4 separate regions of the Sus scrofa genome follow, and all the other regions are linked to region 1. The links are chromatin contacts, called in public HiChIP or PLAC-seq and promoter capture Hi-C maps. All regions are on one chromosome and are shown on one strand. Each heading gives the region's core, a stretch centred on a gene start, on an enhancer-like site or on the middle of the called end of the contact. The rest is flanking DNA. Distances are from core to core; before and after follow the strand shown.

Region 1 (3,140 bases), core at 349-2,848:
TTGTGAGAGCAGGACCCTATCTCATCCATTGCACAAGTATTTATCATAGGCCTACTAAGCTCTGGTTCCTGTTGTAGGTGCTGGGGGGTAGACGTGTGGTACAGAGAGAGAGTGTGTGGCCAGAACTGCCCTTGAAAGTTTGAGAAGGTATGCTCAGGTCATAGACCCCAGAGTGTGGACTATGGAGAGTAGATAAAGTTGTGGATGATGACTTGCTAGCAGTTGCCATAGTGTGAGATGTGAAGCAAAGAGGAAGGTGTCATGAGACTGAGGGAGGTGGGGTGAGCTAGAATGATAATTTCCAGATCCCCCAAAGGACCATTATATCCAGTGAAGTTACTATGGCCCCAAGGTGTCATCACAGGAGATCCCCTGAGAAAATGTTTGCTCCTAACCTCCATCTCAACACTTTAGGAAGAAAAAGAAGAGAGACTGTAAGACTCTGTGGAGCTACAAGTTGGGCTACCCCTGGAGGAGTCTAGCGTGAGACTGAAGTATAAGATGAACAATAATACCAAGTCTTAATAATCAGATCGAGAGCTTATTTCACATTTATACCTCGCATGTTGCTGCAGCTCTCTCAAATCAAGTGCATTATGACGGAACCAAAGGGAGCTGAGAAATATAGCAAGGGGACCCAAGCCCACTGAGGGTTGAGGGAAGGCTTTCCCAAGGAAACGATGTTTATACTGAGGCCCAAGGGCCCTCACTTCTCCCTTACACACACTCCACACTCCCCATTTCCCAAAGGGCCAGGCCTTTTTCCCCCTCCCTACACTTGTACTCTCTTCCACATGCCTAGAGTGCCCTTTTCTCTTCTCTTCACCCCAACTCGGTCTGGCTAACTCCTATTTATCCTTTTTGACCCAGCTCAAAAGTGAAGCCATGGCCACTGCCTCTCCCCAAAAGGAAGATGAAATTGGTCTCTTCTCGGAGTTTCCACATCACTTGGGTACAACGTGTGGAGACAGTGTGTGTACTCGTTTGCCTGTACCACCAAATTGTGAGCTCACAGGAGCCCAAGAGGCCAGCATGAGGCAAGCTCAATTGGTGTCTGCCGAATGAAGGAATGAACGAATGATCTAATTTTTAAAAGGGGTCAGTGCCAACCTGAAGGGGGAAATGTTTCAAGGCAGAGGGGTGAGCTGAGCTTCTTGGAGTGCTGTCTTCACAAAACCGAGTCTGGGTCGGGTTGATGTAATGAGCCAACTCATTAGAAGAATATCTGTAGAAAATAGGTCAGTTTCTTTCTATCTCTTTAAGAACCAGAGGCTTCGTTTCCGCGCCTGCGCATTGAGAGAGTAAACACTTTTTTTTTTTTTTTCCACCTTCTTCCCCCACCCCCGCCCCGCCCTGGTCTTATTGCCCCGACCGGGTGCAGCCTCCTCCCATACTCCCCTTCTTCGGGTGGGGTAATGGTCCGTTCCAGGGCGCCTGGCTCGTTCTGGAGGGTGGCTAGCCTAAATGGTACATTCCACTACCTTCATTACCTTCTGCTTTTGGTGTCTTTTCTGTTCCACTTCCCCCTACCGAATGGAGCTCAATAGGCTGGCCCAAAAGAAGGAGGGGGATCCGGGCTGAAGGGACCGGTCTGAGCCGGTCTCCAGCGCAGGCGCAGTGCGGATAAACAGGAAGCGGGTGGTATAGGCGGCGGCAGAGGAGACACAGGGGCTTCGGGAGGAGGTAGCGAAAGAACTAGGATTATCCGAAGGGCGTCGGAAGCTAACTGAGAACGAGAAAAGGGGCCTTGGTCCAGGGAACGAGAGGTCGCGGCTTCGTTCTCCGCTTAGGTTTCCGACTCGCCAGTTTAGGCTGAGGCAGCGGCTGACAAAGGGCTCGCGCTGGTGCCGCCGCCCTTCTCATCCGGGCATTCGGGTCTCTGCGGAGAGGGAGGGGGAAGGGCAGAGGGGGGGAGGGGAAGGAACCGGAGGGGCGCGCGCTTGGAGCCGAGGCCCTCTGTAGGGCTCCGGGCCGGCGGCCCAACGGACGGAGGCCGAGGAGGACCTGCAGAGGTGGCGGCGGCCAGGGGCAGGAGGATGGTGCAGAAGGAGAGCCAGGCGGCGCTGGAGGAACGGGAGAGCGAGCTCAACTCCAATCCTGCCGCCTCCGCGGGGTCATCGTTGGAGCCGCCTGCAGCTCCAGCCCCCGGAGAAGACAATCCAACCGGGGCCGGGGGAGCCGTGGTGGCCGGGGCGGCAGGCGGGGCTCGGAGGTTCCTATGTGGCGTGGTGGAAGGTGAGCGGTCTGGCGCGGGCTGGGCAAGAGCGCCCTTCCTCCCTCTTCGCTCTAGTTCTAACACGTTCTTTTCTCGTGAGGCAGGTGGCGGCAGTGTTTTAGAGGGGGCTCTAAAAGGAGATTATTCTTTGGATCTGAAATGTGACCTTGCTGAAACGAGGGGAGAGGGGAGACGGAGAGCTGGTCTCGGGTTCTCAGGCGGCGTCGAGTTGCCCTCTGGCTATTAACAATTCTGACCCCACCCGCTTTGGGCTTGGAGCCAGGCATGCTCCAACGGAGGCGGCGTAAGGAGCCTAGTCTTAGGCTCTGAGTTATATATACATCTTTGTATCTTGGGATCTTATTCCCTACGATGGTTTGGGTTCACACGGAAAGACGTGTATAGTGTTGCTGTCCCCACCCTTTGGGAAAAAGACTACCCGTACAGGTGTGATAGTTGTCGTGGAGGGAAGAGAAGCACCGTTGGGTTATATAGTTTTACACATTGCTTTTTGGTTAGAGCTTTGCTGGCCAGTCTCTACCCCTCACGCTTTGGAGATTTATTTGCAGCCTAGAAAGCTGCCATTTGCCAGCTGCTGTGCCTTGCCTCTGAAGGATGAAGCTTTGATTTTAATAATATCTGAGATAACAGAATTTTGGTTTAGTGACTGCAGAGGAGATTTAAAATTGCCCTTCTCACCTTATTCCTTTCCATTTCCCTTTAAAAAGAATGATGGACTTTTCTTCGGGGGGGCTGGAGAGAATGAGCAGAAGATTGCATCACAATTTGTGAATGTAATGGACAAATGTTCTGCTCTGCATTCTATGGAAGCATCAATAAGTTTCTTTTTTTTTTTCCCCTGGAGTGCAGCATGTATTTGAATTTAGGAAGTATTTTGTCTGACCCAGTGTTTCCTAGCTGTATA
Region 2 (3,140 bases), core at 327-2,826, 240 kb before region 1:
AAAAGTTTTATATTTGGGAAGATTCACCTTCATTTCACATTTTGTGCTTAAAGGGAGACTTTATTGATTTTGAATAAAGCTGGGCATCTTATTCCTATATTTCAAATTCATATAAAATATGACCTCACTGTGCCTTCCCAGAAAACTGTACTGTGTGCTCAACTTCCTTCCCAGTTGGATCAAATAATCCAGATCAGTCTGGCAGCTGGGGAAGAGTTCCAACCCTGGAAAGGAAGCATCCTGGCAGCTTGGTCCCCCCTTCTTCTGGGTGATACTGGCCTAGTACATAAGACCAGGGTCCTTTTTCCTCTCCCCATGATTTTGCTCCCTGAATTCTACCCTGACCTCTTTCTTCTCCCTCTCTCTCGCCCTCAAGAGGACTTTATTTATTTTTTATTTTTTGTCTTTTCTAGGGCCACTCCCATGGCATATGGAGGTTCCCAGGCTAGGGGGCTAATCAGAGCTGTAGCCGCTGGCATACGCCACAGCCACAGCAACGCCAGATCCAAGCTGCATCTGCGACCTACACCACAGCTCACGGCAACACCGGATCCTTAACCCACTGAGCAAGGCCAGGGATTGAACCCGCAACCTCGTGGTTCCTAGCTGGATTTGTTAACCAGTGCACCTAGACGGGAACTCCTTTTTTTTTTTTTTTTTTTAATTTGCTTTTTTTTAGGGCCATACCTACAGCATATGGAGGTTCCCAGGCTAGGGGTCTAATCGGAGCTGTAGCTGCCAGGCTATGCCAGAGCCACAGCAATGCCAGATCTGAGCCGCATCTGTGACCTATACCACAGCTCATGGCAACACCAGATCCTTAACACACTGAGCGAGGCCAGGGATTGAACCTGCAACCTCATGGTTCCTAGTTGGATTTGTTTCCTTTGCGCCATGATGGGGCCTCCAAGACAACTTTAATTTACTTCCTCCAGAGGCTTCCTTAGTCCTTGGTCAAGAAATAGGCAAATGGGAGTTCCCTCTGTGGTTCAGTGGGTTAGGAAACTGACATAGTGTCCATGAGGATGTAGGTTTTATTCCTGGCTCTTTCAGTGGGTTAAGGATCCAGCATTGCCTCAAGTTGTGGTGTAGGCCTCAGTTGCAGCTCCAATTTGACCTTTAGCCTGGGAACTTCCATATTCCACAGGTGTGGCTGTAAAAAGGAGAAAAAGGGGCGGGAGACAGATGGAAGTTCCCATGTGGCTCAGTGAGTTAAGGATCCTGTGTTGCCACACCTGCAAATGTGGTGTGGCTTAGATTCCTGGTGGCAGGAGCAGCTTAAAAAAAAAAAAAAAAAAAAAAGCAAATGCAGCCTGTTCTGAGGGGACTGGATGGAGCTGGCTGTGATGAGAGTAACCGAGAGTAACCACCAGGGGGAGCCTGTGCCTAAGAGGAGACTGAGCAGGGGCCTCCGGCGCCACTCAGGAGTTTTTCCTTTCCTTTTTTCCGGGGCAATAAGGGTGCCTGGCATTCCAGCCCAAGGTAGCTTCCTATGGAGGTGGAGGTCTAGAGCTCCCCTCACCCCTATCTCTGACTCTCTCTCTTTCTCTGAACACTCAGGGAAAGTGGGAACCAAATTCTGATGCATTTGCATGGTGTGGAATGGGTCCTAAGGACAAGTTCCCTGATGGCCATATTCAGTTTGAGGATCAATCCTCAGTCCTTTGATTTCACCCCACAACTCCGGCTAGCCTCTGCCACACATCCCTTTCCTAAAACCTCACTGACCCAAGCTTTCCCACACCTCCTTTTCTGTTTTTGAGGGTTAGGGACCCTGGGTATACCAGTTATTCCATTTTTTTTACCTCTGCCTCAGCTCTCAAGATGGCCCTGGCTCAGCGGCTTCCCCACCCTCACCATTAATTACCCCAGGTAGCTGGTTCTTCCTTTAGGTCCAGCCGACCTACTTCTCTCAGCTTCAGGTCTCGATCAACCAGTGAGTCTGGCCGAACAGGGAAGAAAGCTAGAGAATCCCTAAGGCTCTGATTCTAATCCCTTCTCACCCCAGGCCATAGAAACCAATTCCTGCATCTACAGTAATAATTGAACCTACTATGACCCTGATACTATGATACACGCTGAAGATACAAAAACACAAATAACTATGGTTTCTGCCCTCGAGGAACTTATATACTAATCAGGAAGACAAACAAGTAACTAGACAATCCCAACATAATTTGATAAATGCTTCTTTAGAGGGATGTACCAAGAACTATGGGAGAATAGGAGAAGGTGTAACTAAATCTATTAGGGGTGAGTAGGGGAAGTCAGGAGAGAAGGTAACATTTGAAGGTATCTTAAAGGGTTTAGGCCAGAGAAGAGAGCGAAATGCATGCCAAGCATAAAGCACAGAGTAGAGGGGGGAGCCTAATGAGTTCAGGGATCCACAAGTAGTACAACGTATAATTTATTCTTCAGAGGTGGGGGAGTGACTGGAGAAAAGATGAGAAAGGAAGGCAGGGCAAGTTGTGAAGGAAGAGATGTGTTTATTGAGAATCCAGTCCTTACCCAGAATATTGAAGCAGGTGCTGAACTTGATCAGATTTGCTTTTTACAATACTCTGGGCCTAGTGGCTAAGGATCCAGCACTATCACTGCTGTGGTGCGGGTTTGATCCCTGGCCCAGGAACTTCTGCATGCTGTGGGCATGGAAAAAAACAAAACAAATGAAACTCTGGGCAAGCAAGGTTAGATTTGAGACAGGAATACCAAAAAGGAGTCCACTGTAGGAGTCTCAATGACAGGTGGCCAGGGCCAGGGCTAGGGCTGGATCAGGGTATAAGAGGAAACAGAGTGGTTTGGATACTGTCTACCCTGGCCACCGGGTCAATTTCCACAGGCCACATGCAGAGAAGGGAGTGGGCTTTTATCTCTGGCCTTTGCAGACTGGAGAAGACTTGGTTGTTGCAGTCCTATGATCCAAGATTGGGCAGCATGGAAACTGTGGCCCCATTCTGGGTCCAAACAATGAATCCTCTAATGAAGAGGCTAAGTATGGAGCTGGGGCTGGGAATATGGGTGAACCATTAGGGAGATAAAAAAAGGAAGCACTGGGGAGTCCCCGTTGTGGTGCAAAGGAAATGAGAATGCCTGTTCAATCTCTGTTCTCACCTAGTAGGTCAAGGATCCATCATTGCTGT
Region 3 (3,140 bases), core at 403-2,902, 230 kb after region 1:
TATATTATGTACTTCTTACAATAAAAACCAAAACCACTGTCCTATGAGATAACGTGCAGAATCTTTAGTTTGGCATAGCAGATCGATCATCACATACCCCAATTCACCTGCCATCTTTCTTCATTCTCCACCATTTCCCCTCAATGCTCCTTGAAAAAAGAGACCTTTTATTCACGCTTGCGTCCTAGCACCTAACACCTGACACAGTGTAGGGGATATTATGACAGACCAGGTGAATGCCTCAGTCTCACTAAACATTTATTAGGCCCCTAGTAATCAGCCATATACTTTCACACCTCGTGCCTTCACACATGCATCCTTCTTCTTGGGATAACTATCCCTTTTTCTCTATGAGAAAACACCTATTCATCTGTTAGGACCCATAAACATCAGCTCTTCTGTCAGGCTTTCCTTCAAAGAGATAATCACTTTCACCTCTGTGCGCTCAGAGAATTTTACGAAGAGTCCAATCTCTGTTTAACACACACACACATTTATTTACATTTCTTTTTCCTGACCACTCGGTGAACTCCTGGGACAACATGCCTTTTTTTTTCTATCTGCTCTAGTACACCACTTGACACACAGTAAAAGCATCCCTAAAATGCTGCCTGAACCAATGAGCAAATGACCAGCTGATTTCAGTTGCCACACTTTCCTCACTGGTCTCTGCCTGTGGATGTCAGTTCCTGCTGGTTTCCTGAAAGCTACAAGAACTCAGACCTAATTCATTCTGGCTGTCAAGAGGGTCCAGGAAGGAACCCTAAAGCACTGGTCAGTCCTAAGATGGGAGAAAGAAAGTCAGGACTCCATACCCCTGTGCCCACCTCTTCCAAGTCCAGCCCCGGAGTGAGGGTGGGGGCTTACTTTGTCTCCCTTAAAGATCCAGGGACCAATTTAGAGGCTCACTTATAAACATGATATTACAGCTGTAAAGGACCTCAGAAGTAACAGAGGTAATCCACCACCTCATTTTACAGATGAAGAAAGTAGGTTCAAACAAGTAAAGAGGTCGACAAGAGAGCCCACTAAATTAACGGAGTCTAGAGTCGTTAACTAGAGCCCAGGTGTACTGCCTCTCTGACACTAGACTGCTTTCAGCAATAGAACCTCCACATTGAGGTTCATGGAATCCCACGTCAAGATGCCGTCTTGTACCACTGACTAACTGAGGGAACTTGGGCTGGTCTAAAATCTTCGATTTCAGTTTCCTCTTCTGTAATGGGGTGAAAATTTAACAGCCTCCCCGGACGGCGGTGAAGAGCAAATGACAACGAACGTGAACGAAATTATTATTACTAGTAACAGAACTCAGAGCGGAGGAGGGTGGTGTAGAGGAAACCAGGGGTGTCCAGAGACGCGCGTCCCAGTCACGTCATCTCTCTGGGCCTCAGTTTCCTCGGCAGGACCTGGCCTGGCTGGCGGCCACGACCTTCTAGCTCTGCCTTCCCGGAGGCACAAGCACAGACCCTGTGGGAAAGGACAAGGGAGCTCGCGAGGGACCTCGAGTTACCGTCCTGCAACAGCGCCGTCTTCTCGGCCGCTCGGAGACTCTCCAGCCAGCCGGTCACCGCCATCTTCCCTCCGCCCGGCCGCGTGCCTAGCCGCTGTCATGGCAACGTTCCGCCTAAGGCCACTTCCGGCTACCCCGGAAGACGTTCCGGGCGTTTGCTTTTTCCTCCCCCTCCCGTCCCCCAACCCCCGCGCCCTTCATCCGCTCTCATTGGCTGCTCTGGTGAGTAGTTTACTCATGCCCACCACCTGTGATCCATCAGGCCCCAAGTTGACCCCATCCTGGACTGAATCCAGGAAATGGAACCCCACCCCGGCCCGCAGTCGGGAGTCCCTGGCGCGCGCCAGCTGCGTACGGAGCTGTGCCCCACACCTGCTGGCGTCTTCACCACCCCCAGCTGTGAGGCCTAGAGTGCCCCTGTCCCAGAAGGCGCCCCACACCTGCTACAGTCGTTCATCTCCCCGCAGCTGCGGGCCTGTGCGCCCCCGTGCCGAGAGGTCTGGTCGGAGACCAGGGCAGGTGCAGAGCGTTCCCCCACCAGCCTCTCTAACCTCCGCCTGCCACCCCAACCCCGGTTTTTCGTCTGTGGGTCTGTGATGGGTATAAAGATTATATGCAGGTTCTCCCCAGTCCTCACTCCTCTTGGGAGTCCAAGACCTTACTAAAGATGTGGTCCATTCCTAGCCTGGCATCCGTTTTGGTAAAGCCCTTTGGAAGTGGGAAGCAGCAAGAGCAGACGCTGCACACTGAATCTTCAGAGCAACCCCCTGAGAAATGATATTGTTTGGCGCCCCTCAAAAGCTCTTCCAAGAGTTCCACTCTTCCCCTCATTTCCCCCAGTGCTCTGACTTTGAAAAGCTAGTGAGTGTAGAGCTAGGCTAAACCACCCAAGTTCACTTAGGTTTTTGGGAGACTCTTGGGAACTAGGCTACTGCCCCCAAGGCCTAGTCAGTACACACCCCACCTTCACAGTCAGAGAGGTTGTGGAGCCTCACTTCTGCGTTTCCACATGACAGCTGCCCTGATCAACCCTCCAACAGAAAGACCAGGATCCAGTCATATCTCAATGGACCCCAGGGGCATCTTGAAGGCATTTCCCAAGCGGAGGAAAATTCATACCAGTCCATCATCAAAAGCACTTGCAAAGATTCCCAAGAGGGAAGATGGAGAAGAAGCAGGAGGTGAGTGGACCCACCCTCAGAACCCTCATGTACTTGAGCCTCAAGCTTCTACATAGTTCATGTCCAGAATCAGATATTACAGCTGACTCTGCCGTCCCAGAGCCTGCGGGTTGGTTTGTACCTGCCTTACACTAGGCTTGGTTCCCAGTCTTTGACAGGCAACTTGTTGAGACCTCCATCAATCAGAAGAATTCTTCCTGGTCCCTAAGGAAATGACCCAGCAGAATCCTGTGCTCTTTGTGAGATTGTCTGCTGGCCAGAGGAGGGGATCCAAACAATTTAGTTATTTTGTGGCTAAATTGGCAACTAGATAGCAAAAGCTTACCTGGTGGCCTGGGTTGGGGGAGAGGAATTATTAGACTGTGAGGCTTATAATGGCAAGAGATTTGCCATGCATGATACATAACAGGTGCCTACTAATTTTTTTTTTTTTTTTTTTTTTTTTG
Region 4 (3,140 bases), core at 313-2,812, 220 kb before region 1:
ACTGAGCAGCCAACCAACCCACACCTCATGGTCCTAGTCGGATCGTAACCACTGCCCACGAGGATCCTGTTTTTTTAATACTCAAAAATAGATTCAGTAGTCAAAAATATTTTAAAAAAAAAAAAAAAAAAAAAAAAAAAAAAAAAAAAATAGGAAATTCAGCTAAAAGCTTAAAATTCAGAACTAGGACCTCAAGATCTTCTTTTCTTTTGCCATTTCTGCTCCCGCATATTCCCAGCTAGGGTCCAATCGGAGCTGTAGCTGCCAGCCTACGCCAGAGCAACAGCAATGCGGGATCCGGGCCGCGTCTGCGACCTACACCACAGCTCACGGCAACGCCGGATCGTTAACCCACTGAGCAAGGCCAGGGACCGAACCTGCAACCTCATGGTTCCTAGTCAGATTCTTTAACCACTGCGCCACGACGGGAACTCTGACACATTTACTCTTTTTTAAAAAATATCCAGAGTTCCCAGAGCGGCTCAGCGGTTAACAAATCCCATGAGGTTGTGGGTTCGGTCACTGGCCTTGCTCAGTGGGTTAAGGATCTGGCGTTCCCATGACCTGTGGTGTAGGTCGCAGACTTGGCTCAGATTCCACGTTGCTGTGGCTCTGGTGTAGGCTGGCAGCTACAGCTCCGATTCGACCCCTAGCCTGGGAGCCTCCATATGGCGCTGGCATGGCCCTAAAAAGACAAGAAAATGAAAACAAAAAACCCCCAAACCAAACAAAACACACATTAGGCAAGCTGTTTAATCACTCAAAACCCTTTTTTTTTTCTTCTTATTGTGAAGTACCTACTTTATAAAGCCATTGTAAGGAGACATAACACACTCATACAGCCCTGTATATCTTTATTATTATTTTTTTGTCTTTTTAGGGGTGCACGCACAGCACATGGCAGTTCCTGGGGTCGAACTGGAGCTGCAGCTGCAGGTGGACACCACAGCCACACAGCTCACCGCATAGCCAGACTCTAACCAACAGACTAGGGGTCGAATCTGTATCATGTATTCTAGTGGGGTTCTTAACCCACTCAGCCACAACAGGAACTCTCGGGTATATCTTTTTCAATCTTTCATTTTGTATACGAGAAAATTGAAATTCGGAGACGAAAATTTGCCAAGTTGACCAAGCTTTACAAGGTGCTTTGCAGAAAGCAGGCACATAGTATATATATGTTGAATGAATGAGTTTGTTTTCATCGTTCACTTTCGGAGTTGCAATAAAGATATTGAAACATATATCTTTCCAAACTTTGTCACTGTTTCTAGAGTATATATTTATTCCGTAAGCGTAATTGCTAATTTCAAGTGCCATATTTTTTAAAAAGTGCTAATTCAACTTTTTTAGGGTAGTTATTCATTTATTTATTATTATTACTTAGCAACACTTTCTATTTTTAATTCAATTTTTATTTTATGTTGGATTATAGTTGATTTATTTTATGTTGGATTATAGTTGATTTACAATGTTGCGTTACTGCTAATTCTACTTGCAGCCAGCGGACCCTTGATAATGTTTCTTTGCTAATTCCTTACTCGCGGTGCATTTCGGGAGTCGTAGTCTTTGTGATGCTTGCTGGGAGTCGTGGTTCCAGCCAGCCTCAGGCCGCAGGCGCGGGCGTACCTGTCATGCGTCAGGCTTTAGGACCCGGTGGCGCACAGCGGGCCGGGGGAAGGGTTGGGGGAGGTCGGGAACGCGTCCGTGAGGCCGGAGCTGCGGCGGCGTCGGTGGCGTCGGGAGCGAGCGGGCCCGGGAGCGGCGCGGGTGGTGGAGGTGGAGCCAGGGGCTCGGTAAGCGGCGCGCGCTCGGGCCGGTCTCCGAACCTGGCCACCCTCTTTTGGTGCAGCCATACCAGGCCTTGGCCCTGAGGCTGCCCTGGGGGGGCGGGGCCTGTGCTCGCCTAAGGGACGACGGGGGTGACGGGGGGAGAGGGAGGGAGGACAGCTGCTGAGGCGGGCCGAGGCTGCGTGCGGCTAGGAGGCTGGGCCCAGGGCGACGGAGCGGAAAGAGAAGCGACTAGCTCTTCCAGTGGCCGGTCCCTTTAACTCTCCAGTGCCAGTCATGTCCCTCCCGCTGTGGGTCCCTGCTGGGCCCGCCTGGCAGCCGAAGCGCTGACCTTTGACCCCAGTCCGAGGCTGACCCCGACTCCTTAGGCTACCTTGGAGAGCCCTCCACCAGCTAGTTCCCACCCCAGGGTGGCCTTCAGCCCAGACGGGTCCAGGGGTGAGACTTGGAGCAAGACCTCGAAGAAGATCTGCCCCAAGTCTTCAGGTGTCCCGGAAGGGCCCCATCCTGTCCTTTTTACAGTCTCGACCACCGGCTTCAGCCCACCTTTTATACCCAATCACTGAAGCTACTGTGTTTTCAGTGGGTTATTTGGTGTGAGCCTAGGAAACGAACCTCTTCCTAGGCAGGTGTAGGAAAGAAACAGGAGAAAAAAACTATCAGAAGCTGAGGAGTGCTGCCTCTCATGGGGAAGCAGAAACTTGGGAAGGCCCAAGTAAATGTGGATATCTGACCCTTCTCAGTTCTTCCTTTCCAGAAAAAGTTTTGAGCCTAGTGAGAGCTGTTTCTTTGTATTCTGTCTGCTCACTGACTTTGTAAACCAGGGCAAATAGGATTTGTGTTCCTGCTATTAGCACAGTTAACTGAAATTGTTTTGCCTTCAGTTGGTCTTGTGTGCACAGTACTTCCTATGTGAAGGCTTTCCTAGATATTATATCCGCTAGAGAAAGGCGGATCCATCTTGTTAGGATTGTGAAGGGAAGCTCTCATTCTTTCCTTAGTGAATAGGGTAGCCTCTAAGGTATTTATTTTCATTGGGTGTTTATGCATTATAATTCATTTGCTTGTTCAGCATTTGAATAATAATGATGCTGCTGATGAAAAACTTGTTGAAAACTCAAAATAGTTATGAAACTTGGAATCTTTTTTTTTGGCCACCCTGTGGCATATGGAGTTCCCGGGCCAGGGATCAAACCTGCGCCCCAGTCACAGCTGCAGTAATGCCAGCTCCTTCACCCAGTGTGCCCAGCTGGGGATCAAACCTGCGACCCAGAGCTCCCAAGACACTGCCCTTCCCGTTGTCCCATAGCGGGAACCCCGAAAGCTGGACTTTTATACAGACTCAAGTT

What was found. Promoter capture Hi-C pulls out the DNA fragments that hold promoters and counts their contacts. HiChIP or PLAC-seq counts read pairs in DNA pulled down with a chosen protein or histone mark.
Region 2: a contact with region 1 is called in an H3K27ac HiChIP or PLAC-seq map of alveolar macrophages. The contact joins the enhancer-like site here to the promoter of MGEA5 in region 1. A contact is called at or near these places in 1 of 5 promoter capture datasets (liver), 7 of 47 Hi-C or Micro-C datasets (fibroblasts, heart right ventricle, liver and 3 more) and 2 of 2 datasets of contacts at active chromatin or transcription factors (alveolar macrophages and skeletal muscle).
Region 3: a contact with region 1 is called in an H3K27ac HiChIP or PLAC-seq map of alveolar macrophages. The contact joins the promoter of POLL here to the promoter of MGEA5 in region 1. A contact is called at or near these places in 2 of 5 promoter capture datasets (fetal liver and liver) and 2 of 2 datasets of contacts at active chromatin or transcription factors (alveolar macrophages and skeletal muscle).
Region 4: a contact with region 1 is called in a promoter capture Hi-C map of liver, with 8 times the contacts expected there. The contact joins the promoter of C14H10orf76 here to the promoter of MGEA5 in region 1. A contact is called at or near these places in 1 of 5 promoter capture datasets (liver), 5 of 47 Hi-C or Micro-C datasets (epiblast stem cells, fibroblasts, heart right ventricle and 1 more) and 2 of 2 datasets of contacts at active chromatin or transcription factors (alveolar macrophages and skeletal muscle).

The regions. Positions count from the first base shown.
Region 1 is chr14:112,849,673-112,852,812 of Sscrofa11.1, reverse strand. MGEA5 (protein O-GlcNAcase) reads left to right here and starts at 1,598. Exons shown (of 16, transcript XM_003483548.4): 1 at 1,598-2,235. The coding sequence starts at 2,037.
Region 2 is chr14:113,089,072-113,092,211 of Sscrofa11.1, reverse strand. No RefSeq gene overlaps it. Among named protein-coding and RNA genes, the nearest start is that of HPS6, 8.7 kb to the right of the region's middle. Within about 2 kb of position 1,576, at least 12 of the 83 cell types and tissues checked have an H3K27ac peak or open chromatin away from gene starts, as enhancers often do. A contact at or near this core is called in alveolar macrophages, where this site is marked.
Region 3 is chr14:112,615,860-112,618,999 of Sscrofa11.1, reverse strand. It overlaps POLL (DNA polymerase lambda), which reads left to right and starts at 1,652. Exons shown (of 9, transcript XM_005671395.3): 1 at 1,652-1,735; 2 at 2,554-2,694. The coding sequence starts at 2,580. DPCD (protein DPCD) reads right to left here and starts at 1,662. Exons shown (of 6, transcript XM_001926725.4): 1 at 1,514-1,662. The coding sequence starts at 1,577.
Region 4 is chr14:113,071,421-113,074,560 of Sscrofa11.1, reverse strand. It overlaps C14H10orf76 (UPF0668 protein C10orf76 homolog), which reads left to right and starts at 1,562. Exons shown (of 26, transcript XM_021072731.1): 1 at 1,562-1,796.